Regions from separate parts of the Mus musculus genome. Here region 2 is linked to region 1. A link is a contact called in public HiChIP or PLAC-seq data. All regions are on one chromosome and are shown on one strand. Each heading gives the region's core, a stretch centred on a gene start, on an enhancer-like site or on the middle of the called end of the contact. The rest is flanking DNA. Distances are from core to core; before and after follow the strand shown.

Region 1 (5,510 bases), core at 1,312-3,811:
ATAGTTAATGGAGGGCTGCAGTATGAGCGAATACAGTAGCTCTCTATTGGAAACTGTGCAAGTGAAGATGGCTTTAGTATTGCAAACTGAGGAAGAAAATTGTTTTTAATTAGCACCTTCATAAGAACTGCTGATTAATACTGTTTTGTTTGGTGAAAAGCTTTCAGCTGAGTAATTTGTGCAACCATTACAACAGTTTTGTTAGAGCGGGACTCCTGTTGTTAAACACAAACAGCAGATGATAATGCTGGGAGATGAGTTTGTCATGTAACAATTTACCTTATTGAAAAAGCTTTATATAAAACCCAATACAGTAGGTACCGGCAGAAATCACAGATTTTAAATCCTTCCAAAATTGCAGTGTGCCAGCCTTGAAGTTCTTTTTTTCCCCCACAGAGACTAGAAGCAGATTTTATATCATTTATAAAATTATATACACAATTTAAAGGTAGCATGGACAGGCCACTTTCTCAACGGCAGTTTACGTGGGAGCAGTAAAGTGGCCATGTATTCAAACACTCTCTAACTAGAAAAAGCAGGGTGGCAAATGGAGGCCTAATTAAATAATGTCACTAAGATGGGAATTTGCATTGGCCTGGGGAACAGGGAAATAAATTTGGACTGGTGGGTTTGCTTGAGGTAGGTTCATCATACGTGGGATTAAAAAAAAAGTTTAATTCTCCCCCCACCCACCCTTTTTCTTCTTCCAGCACTGTTTTAACTGGTCAGAATAAACAGTACCCAATCAGTAGACCTGACCAGGGAAGAAGACTGATTTCAGTGAACTACAAGAGAACGTTGTTCATTAGCCAGCACACACATGAGGAACTTGAAAAATAAATAAATAAAATGCAATGGTAAAGCATATTTGCATTAAAATATTACACGACCCAAGGTTGGTAAGAACTGCAAATTATTGGAGTGGCGTAATAGAGCATGAGGGTTTTGTGTGTGTGTGTGTGTGTGTGTGTGTGTGTGGTTTTTTTTTTTTTTTTTTTTAAGACAGGCCTTCGGGGTAATAGCCAGGGTTGAGGCTCACGACAGTGCCAAATAAGCTTTAGACAGCATAATAGTCTGCAAAGAAAGCCACAGAGCACTAATGTGAAGGAAGAGCTGTCCACCACATGCAGCAAAAATCACCAAAGGTCATTTTATGGTAGCAATTGTGACATAAAATTGGTGGTCATGCTACATGCCTAATACTCTGCGCAGCTTTATAAATGATGGGCCCCTAGCGATGGCTGTCATTAAGTGCTTTCATCATAATAAACTTTAAACTGTTGGCTTTATGAATCGCCAGCGAGCTTCAGCTGTTCGTCGGATGGAGCTTGCAGCGCCTTAAGTGTGACAAGACCTATTAGGAATTGCAACCATGCCTCAAGCCTACTTGGCTTCCTCACTCCTGGGGCGATTGCTGCCTATTAAACGGCGGCTGGGAAGATTTTTCCTCCAGCAATCTCTGATCAAGAGCTTTTTTGGGCTTTGACCTGCATTTCCTTCAAGACTTTTTCTGAGGAGTTTTATAAGAGCAAAACTCCAGAGGGTTTATAGCCACTTCTGATTAATACCTTTCCCGTTTTTCTAGCAACTCTCCCACTGCTGCTGAGAGAAAAGCTTTCATTGTTCCCCAAGTGCTTATTTTGTGACCTTTTCTCTGCTTCCTGATTCCCTCTAACGTGTTCTCTCTGTGAAATCCTCCGGGTGGAACCTAGACAGTTGGTGAAGTTGTTACGGCTGGAGAGACAGAGAAGGAAAGAGGAAGGCTTTTATATTTTTAAAGGATTCCATGCAGAGCGGCCTGGCCCCGCCCATTTAAATGCCCGTTGTGACGTCACCCGCAGCCTCTGGTACCAACAACCTCTTTAATGAGCCTTCTGTGTAAATTGAGCGGACACATAAAGATTTCATGATTCAAATTACGCCTTTATTAACCTTTAGCACGGGAAGTCTTTTAGTTTCCACATAGTGGCTTACTGGCTGTCCTGCTACTATGAATAATAAATGTTTGGAGACCCACTCCTTTAAAACCTGGGTATTTAATGTACGGAGGCTAAATGCCTAGCACAGGCTCACTTAGCAAGAACTTGAGATCTCCTTGCCTGTCTCCAACCTGGAGGCCCCGCCACCCCTCCTTTTCTTCTGCTTGCTCGGATGTTCCAACGATGGCAAAAGCTTTCCCTGAATTCCCTGTCTTACTACGCTCATTTGTCTTCCGCTTTAGCTAAGAAATGTCCTAATGAGAGTGAAGGGAATGTCTCAGGTGTGCCCATTGCACAATTAAATTAGCAAACCTCAGAGGGATTGGATTAAAAGTCAGCAGGACGCATCTGGGGACCATGGGCCCAAAAGGACAGAGGCTGTAGCCCGCCCTGGTAGCCTGGGTCCCAAACTGGTCTTCCCAGATGAACTTGGCGGGGTGGGGAGTATACTCCCCTATATCCCTCTTGGGAACAGATTTCCATTAGTGGCTGTCGAGCCCAAAGCAGGCGGGCCGAGGAGCTGTGGCTTTCGGGGTACAAAGGCATGCTCGGTGCATCCCGCGAGCGAGCGGCCGAGGGTGGACCCGAGCCCGGGCCGCGCAGGTGCAGGCGGCGACAGGCGGGCCGCAGAAGTCCGGGAACAAAGGCGCCTCGGGGGCCTGCGCAGAGGTCACCTGCTGCCTCCGGGGCAGATTAAGGAGGCCTGGAGAGGGCATTGGGAGGAAATGGTGCCTTGCTTCTTTGGAAAATCAATTCGTCCCACCCTTAATGGGACATTTTGTTCCCCCTCTTCGGGAGTGACTGGGCAGGTGTGCTTCCAGGTCTCAGGATGGGGATCCGTTGGAGGAGGTGCAGCCTTGTCCTGCCTGCGCACCCTAAGAACCTCGCTCTGCTCTGCCTACAGTTCCACTTGCCCTTTCTCTCTGCTCCGGGCTCTCCCGCCTCTCTCTGCTCAGACCTCTTCCATAATGAGGCTGGAAGTGGAACTTTCCCCCACTCCCTTACTTGGCGATTTCTTTTTCTTCCCCAGTGACCTGGTTGCACTTTGTCCCCGCTCCCTGCCTGCCAATCTCTTCTGGATAGGGCCCCTTTCCATTCTTGAGGCTCCCCCTCCTCGCCAGCCCCGGGAGGCCCAGCCTCCCCCCCCCCCCCCACCATCCAGATCCCCTGCCACACAGCCGCCCCCCACTCTCCCCGCGGAGCAAGGAAGAGGCCTCCTCCGAGTGAATGGCTGGTAAGGAGGTTTTTAATTTGTCTGGAGCCACAAGGAAAAGCCTCCGGGCAGCGTCCCCCCAAGCCCTCAGCCAGACTTGGCAATGCCTCCTGTGTAGGACTCAGAGCCCCTCTGCCTTCCCGGTGGGCGATGTCACCTAGCGATCCTAGGCCAGGTTTACTGTGACAACAACTGCGTTGAGTGAGTTTAAAAAAAAAAAAAAAGGTTGGAGCGCTGTGTGCAAAGTCACCTCTGCCTTCCAGAAAAAGGACTCTGCTTCGTCAAAGTCTGTTTTGTTGTTCCAAATCTACCAATAAGAGAAATTTAGAGACCTGACCTGATGTTTCTGTCAGACAGGGTTAGAAAAGGCTGTTCAGGCCACCGCTGTCTAGATTTGCAGCCGGCCTGCTCATGGTGGCCCTCTCCTTGAGCTTGGGGGGAATGTCACCGGGCTGTCCCCCGCTGAGGACCACAGAAGATAGTGCATTTAAAAGCTTTGCCCACCTGACCTATGGCTCCACCTCCAGGTACATTAGCCTCCACTTCCTTCTCGGGCTTTATTTTTAGGAGCAGAGGCTGCAGCCCTGACCCAGCCTGTTTTGAGTGCACACTCTCTCTGTCTCTCCAGCAGCAGACCCTGAAGTACAGGGAGAGAAACGAAGCAGCCAGGGGCCTCCAGAGTCCTCCTGTCCAGCCAGTTTGCCCTTCAGTCCAGTACTGGATGTGACCGAGTGACAGTTTTCAGGGTCTTTACTCTGCAACCTCCTGGACCTCTCATCTCACTGCCAGGGGCTGGCTGCTCTGAGCCTCTTAGCACACTGCACCCGCTGAGGTATAGCCAAGAACGGTTGTAGTATTCTCCACAGAATACCCAAGGATGGCAGTGATGAGATCTGTCCAGTCCTGAACTTGTGCTGGGAAATGGTAACCATCATGCCCAGCTCATCCTACCAAGAACATGATGGTCATCTCATGGTCCCTTGATTCTCAATCTTGCTTATGCCAACCAGGCATTAGAGAGCATTAGAGCAATCAGAGACTTGCAAACCACGTGTGTGCTGGGGTTTGCCCTCTCCTTAGGTTTCTGGAACCAGCTATTGTGTGGGGCATCGACCAGGGAAGACTATGGATTTAAGCCAATAGAAAGTATTAGCTAGCCAGAGACTACAGTGGGTGTTTGGGATCCCATTGGAGTCCCAAGCTTTTCTCAGGGTGAGATTTTAAGCACAAAACCCATGTCCCCCACTGACATACTTCAGTTGGCCGGCAGTGGAACTACAGAGGCCAAAAAGCAAGGTTAGTGCATTTAGAGACATCCCCAGAATGATGGACTTTGGTGGGTTAGGTCTTTGTTTTCATTTTGGCAGGCGGTGCTGTCTGTGTGCTGAGTTTTACAGCCTGAATAGTACTTCCATCATGGAGTCAGTTGAGCTAAGATCAGGGGGGCCTGTTACCCTACCACATTAGAAAGCTCAGACTGTCTTGCCACTCTCTGGAGATCTGTGGCCCAAGCAAGAATGTCAATGAGCAAAGAGGCCCTAGCTGCTGCCCGTGGCGGCATCAGAGAGAGAGAAGGGAGCAAGGAAAACAACTGGGATCCACTCACCGCACCTAAGCCTGACATGGGGCTGCGAAGTCTAGTCTGTTACACAGCAAGAGAGAACTCACTCAATTAGTTCTTCTAGTTTCCCGGAGAGACTCTCCTGCATCTTTAACTGTGGATTTAGATACCAAAACATTAGTTATGCTCAGCCTAAATGGGTTGAATTCCATTCAGGAAACCCAAAAGGAGGAGTTGGGTAGCACAGTTCTCCCTCGCCTTTAGAAATCAGCAAATGGCTCTGCAGCTGCTGGAAGAGGAAGACTCAGGCGAAGACAGTTGGGAGGCACAGAAGGACAGCATCAGAAGAGCTCTGCACAAGGCCGGTAGCAAACTGCTCATTCTAGGCAAACTTTCTGGAGCATCTACCTTCCCTTTTGGAACACAGGGGAGATGAACTAAATGTTTTGAAGTCTCATTTCGTGCTAACTTCTCAAGTACTTAAAATAAAACCCTTCTACTGTTAATGCCAGTGATTTGGACTCCCTCTGGGGATGAGGCTCTGGTCCCAGGGAGATGCTCTCAGTCTTGGCATCCTAAGAGAATAACTAATTAGGACTTCTTAGAGGAACTTGTGGGATGGCTTCTCAGAGCATCACCTTCCTCTTCCCCAAGCTGAAGGCTGGGGACTGGCCTCAGGTTCTACTGTGGAGGAAATGGGAGGAGAAATGGGAGGGTGGTACCCGAGCTTCATCCTTACCTGCTTATCCCCACTGTG
Region 2 (5,155 bases), core at 797-3,296, 140 kb after region 1:
CTTTTGTGAGCTTTTCTTTACAGCCTTCATTGACATGCAATATGGCAAGCTTCCTTTGAAACATATTTATAAAATAACTACAGTATAATTAAACCAACAAAGCCATCTTTTAAGTAAGCTTAATAGCTCAGGTTTTTTTTTTCATCTCTAAAAAATTTTTTAAAAAGAAAAATAGTTATGCCTCAATCCCACTCTACGTTTTATTCTGTGCATCTAATATTTCCTTTGCAGCTACAATCTGTGCATATCTAACTCTTTTTGACAACCGTGATTATTAATAAAGAGCTCATGAAAGATATACTTCATAGCTTCTTCAACAAGAATAGGTTTTTTTTGTTAATGGAAATTGTAACATATCTTGACAGATACAATATATAAGATGTGCCTTTATTTTCTTAATTGTTAATTTTGCTGTGTTGAATACAGCCGATATGGCAGGTAATAATCAGAGTGGATGCTATTCTATACAACGTAACCAAAAATATTTTAATGATATAAATGCAACAGATAAATAAAAGGAATTATGTTTAATTTTGCTTCCTGCACTTGCAGTTTTTGTTGTTGTTGCTGAGGCTACGGGTTGGGGTTTGTTTAACCGAAGAAACCACGAGTTGCAAATACACCCCTCTCTGCCCTTGGCCACTTCAGCATTCCGGGTGCGCAGGGCCCGGCTCAATGCAAAATCGGGATACACAGTGGTTCAAGTTCACCGATTTATGTGTAGTTTGTAAACCCTTCCACTCTCCCCAGAATCCCAAAGATACCAAGGCTTGGTACTGGAGCCGCCAGAGCGTCCTCAGGCCTCTCTTTTCCCCCTCGGACCTCTCCTCTCTGCCCGCACTCTTCTTTCCCTTCTTAGGAAACTCCGTCCTTGTGGCCGAGAAACTGCCGAATCCTCTACGCAGCCCCCTGCGCAGGGAATAAACACAATTGACACCACTGTTATAATCTTTATTTAAAACAGTTTCCAGGGTTACAAATTGCAGTGCCTCGTATGCAACAGGTTCATCCGAAGCGGTATCATTACAGATGAACTGTAATGTGTAGGATTAAAATAAAAAACGTAAGGGATTAGGTAAAATGGGCCATGCTTGAGAAATAACGCCCAAGCGCATCTCTACTGCAGACAGAGGGAACCTGTGAAGACGCGGGGCGTTGCGATGCTGCGGAGCACAAAGCTGGACCCTCGTTCTGCAAGCGCTCAGGGGCGGTGGTTCTGGAAGGACCAGAGCGCCTAGAAGCTGGAAGGTGAGCCTTCTGGGGCGCCGAGGAGGAGACACTGGGCTCCCGATGATAGGAAGGGCCAACGGCCAGGGGACTATACAAGTGGACACCGCGGGCAGGCTTGTGGTCCGGCTGGGGACGACAGACAGCGCGGCGCCAGGGACACGGTCCCATTGCCTTGCAAAGAGACCTGCAAGCGGAGATGGGGACAGCATACCTGGGGGGGGGGGGGGTCACTGGGTTTGTACATGTGACTGACATGACATTCAAGGTCCAAGCTTGAAAGGGTCTCAGAAGGAGTCCATCCTCTCCATTGTCCCCACTCTTTGGCCGAGTCCGAAGCACAGGAACCGCCACTCGAGCCACGTGCGCCCGTCTGAGCCCAGACCTTGAGCCTTCACAGCCCATTGAGGTCCTAAACCATTCCCGGCCACCTCCCCTGCCCGATGATCTTTGTGTCCTCTGGCTCCAGGAAGACCCCGGAGCCCTCCTGTCCCCTCTGCTTCCTGCAGAACCTGAGCTGGCGGCGAGGCGGAGGCTAGATTGTGGCCTGAGCTGGGCCACGGCCTAGGGCGGCTGACACAGCCACGAGGGCTATTTGTGCGTCTGGGTGGAAAGCTCCGGGCTGGAAAAACAAACAAGGCCACGGCGCAGGGACTTGGAGGTTGGCTGGGGGCTGGAAGGAAGTGTGCAATGTGGCCAGAGAGGGAAACAAAGGCCTATCCCCAACCCGGTCACCCCGCAGTGACCCTAGACCCACCCCGCTGAGTCGCGGGGCTCCCGGGCCTCTACTCTGAGCGGGCCGCGCAGCTCCGCCAGCGCACACCAGGTGCTCCGAGCCACCGTTGTCGCCGCCGCCGCTCCATCGTCTGCTCTCCCGCAGACTCCATGGAGACCCAGCGGGCAGCCTGGCCGGAAGGCGCGATGGCCAGAACAGCAGACAACGAAGCCTCATCCCACTACGGAACGCCAATCCAGCAAGGCTTAGAGGAAACCTTGTGGCTAACCTTCATCAGAGAACCAGGCGACTCTGGGTTCACTGCAGCCAAAGCCGTGCGAGCAGTTAAGGAAGAAGAGAGCGAACTAGAAAGTAGAAGGAAGAAAAAGGTGGAAGAAAGTAGAAGAAAGCTTGCGAGAGAAGGGCCCTGGCTAAGGCGGCAAGGGGAAGGGGCTGCTGCAAACAGCTGTTCCTCATACATATTTCATTACACAATCAGATAATGCGTCCCACTACCTTCTCAATTATTCACAGATAAACATTTTCAAGACGTTTTGACATCTGTCTTGGTGCCTGCTATTAATTTAGTAATCACTGTAGTTAAAAATGTATGGGATTTTTTTCCGTCGGAATACCTCCTCTCTGAGCGCAAGCCCAGGGTTGGGCTGAGGCAGAGAGCCCGGGCCCTGTGATAGTGAAGACACCTTGGAAGGCGAGGTCCCATCTCTAGAGCATTGACGCTGTTGAGGAAAGTATTAAAGGGGTATCTGGTTATTTTAATTTATTCTTGAAAGTAATAACTGTCATATCACACACACACCGGATATTATCCTATGACAACTCTAGACCCACAAGGCGATTAGCCCTTTGCCCTGGGCAATAGAAATGGTTTCACTCATCAGTGGTTGTTGAGAAAGTGTGGACAACTTGATAGGATCACACCCATGCAATGCATATTTTCATAGACGTACATGAGAGATTTACAAGGCACAAGAACAAAAGCCTAACAATTACAGGTGCTATCAAGAGGTCATAGACCTCCAAAGTTTTGCCCCTAGTTCTATGTCCTGGGCAGAAGGCACAAGGATAAGTAAAGAAAATACATTATATCCTATGAAGTGTGTGGAGCAGTTGGGGTTATGAGAAAACAGTTGATCTTTCCTTGAGAAGCGAATGCTACAAGTGTTCTAGCTAAACCCCCATAAACAAATTTTTTTTTAAGTTAGAGTTCGAAAATTGTCCTAAGACTGGAAAATCAGAAGAAACATTTCCAGTTCTAAAACGCTGTGGTTTGTTGTGAGAAAGGCTCTAAACTTCTTAGCGAAGTAGAGGGTGTTCAAAGCCAGCCAGTGTTCGGCATCCTAAGCTAGAAGGAACCAAAGCAACGGTTTGGCTCAGAGGATGCTGTGTCTGCATTCACTTCCGTCTTTCAGTTACAGTCTCCTCCCGAGGAGCATCAGCAGGTGACTCCCATTGGGGGTAAGATAAAAGCGACCTGGAGAAAAACAGCGCTGAAAGAACCTGCCCTCCCAAGAAAGATTCTGATTGTGTGGGCTTGAAGTTGATTTTCACAGTTTATTGTTCAAAACACAATCAAGAACAAATTCACAAAAATGTCCAGGAACTCAATGTGTCTTGGAAAAGTGTAAGAGCTGTTCACAAAAGGGAGGAAAAAAAATCTTCCCCATGCCCACCCTCTGTCTCTTCAGTGGACAGTTACATCTGTTGCAAGGCGCCCTGCAGCAATGTCGGGGGATCACTTCTACTTTACAACACAGGCTCTCTTTTGCTCCTTAGAGAGTGGTTCCTGGACGCGTTAGTCTAGGAGGTAGCTCTCCTTCCCGCTCCCCTCCTCCCTCCTCCCCTCCCTCCCTTTCCTTAGTTGTTTCTTTTAAAGAAATGGTCCAAGACTCACACCTACTACTTTAAGAGCTCGGAGAATGAGCTCAAGAGAAAATGAGGTGAGGTTGGAGGGCAACGGGTTCTGGGGGTGGGGGCTGTCTCTTCTAGAGGGAACTGGGGCAGCCATTGTCTGGGACAGTTCCCCAGTTCCCCAGAAGAGGTGACAGAGAAAACAAGTCAGGACACCTTACGCCTAGTCCCAGAACCACTGTGGGAAACCCTGGTGGTGGAACCTCTGCCAGGCCAGGTCCTCGATCCCTGCCTGGAATAGAGGAAGTTGAAGACTTCTCAGTATCTCACAAAAGAAAATGAGTTAAATACATAATTTAGCTTGATCTAGCATATTCCTTGTGGATTTATTTGATGTACATGGGATTGGGCTATAGTTTTTATATTTGTTTTGTTTTTCTTTTTTTTTCTTTCTATTTTTTCAGATCTCAGAGGAGAAAAGGGGGACAAAACAGGGCTTTCCCCTATCTGGAAGCTTCCTTAGAACGGAATGTCCTCATTGGAGATTGAGAATCTCTTGTTATCTACTGGAGGCCTGTGCTGTCTACTCAAGCCCTATTCCAGAGCACAATTTCCCAGGCAAAGGATGAAAAAAAGACAACAAGCAACAGAAATAACCAAACCAAAAAGAGTCTTTGCTGTACTGGCCTCTTCTGGGTGTCTCCAAACAGAGCAGGTATGGGAGCCTAAAGGCAGCCTCTGGGGCAGATCATTCCTTGGCCCTTTCTTCAGAAACTTTCCATACAGAAGAGTCAACGAAGGTTTTTCTCCAGGGCCACTGGGCATCTTGCACTGTACTCTGTACTTGTACTGTACTCTGGTGGATCCCACTCTCCTTGGCTTCCTGTACATCTCTGTGCGTGTCTGGGCGTCACTCCAAGCGGACATGGTAGCTTTTGTCTGCATCTGGACAACAAGGTGTATGTGTTCATGCATTCCATCCATTCCTTCGACACATCTTTATTCCTCCAGTACTGTGGTTAGCGTTCCTAAAATTTCCTAAGTGTGTTCTCGCACACTGTACCTTCTGTGAACACACATGCCAGATGAAGAGGAGACCTTAGGGATCTGTGTTGGGGAGAGAAGGTGTACAATGGGAGGTTCTGGACTTTGGGTAAGCTGTAAGGTTGGTTAGTGTCCTAGGCACCCTAGGCTTTTTTTTTCCTCCACATCTTCCTCTACCCTAGTAATAATAATACTTATTATGCTAACCTTTAACAAGAAGGAGTGACCCTCTGACCCTCTGCCACCTCACAGGATGGATTCAGGACGGGTGCGACCCACTTCTAAAACCTCCTCTGG

Evidence for each region. HiChIP or PLAC-seq counts read pairs in DNA pulled down with a chosen protein or histone mark.
Region 2: an H3K4me3 HiChIP or PLAC-seq map of embryonic forebrain shows a contact between it and region 1, with 4 times the contacts expected there. The contact joins two enhancer-like sites. A contact is called at or near these places in 3 of 39 promoter capture datasets (the HPC-7 cell line, epiblast stem cells and hippocampal neurons), 34 of 484 Hi-C or Micro-C datasets (LSK cells, Th1 cells, bone marrow-derived dendritic cells and 23 more), 19 of 115 datasets of contacts at active chromatin or transcription factors (SST interneurons, astrocytes, craniofacial prominence and 10 more) and 2 of 9 other capture datasets (embryonic stem cells and embryonic tail).

Annotation. Positions count from the first base shown.
Region 1 is chr17:85,462,355-85,467,864 of GRCm38.p6, forward strand. No RefSeq gene overlaps it. Among named protein-coding and RNA genes, the nearest start is that of Six3os1, 150 kb to the right of the region's middle. Within about 2 kb of position 2,562, at least 31 of the 459 cell types and tissues checked have an H3K27ac peak or open chromatin away from gene starts, as enhancers often do. A contact at or near this core is called in embryonic forebrain and stem cell-derived cardiac mesoderm, where this site is marked.
Region 2 is chr17:85,606,990-85,612,144 of GRCm38.p6, forward strand. All of the region lies in intron 3 of Six3os1 (SIX homeobox 3, opposite strand 1), which reads right to left. Among named protein-coding and RNA genes, the nearest start is that of Six3os1, 8.8 kb to the right of the region's middle. Within about 2 kb of position 2,047, at least 23 of the 459 cell types and tissues checked have an H3K27ac peak or open chromatin away from gene starts, as enhancers often do. A contact at or near this core is called in embryonic forebrain and stem cell-derived cardiac mesoderm, where this site is marked.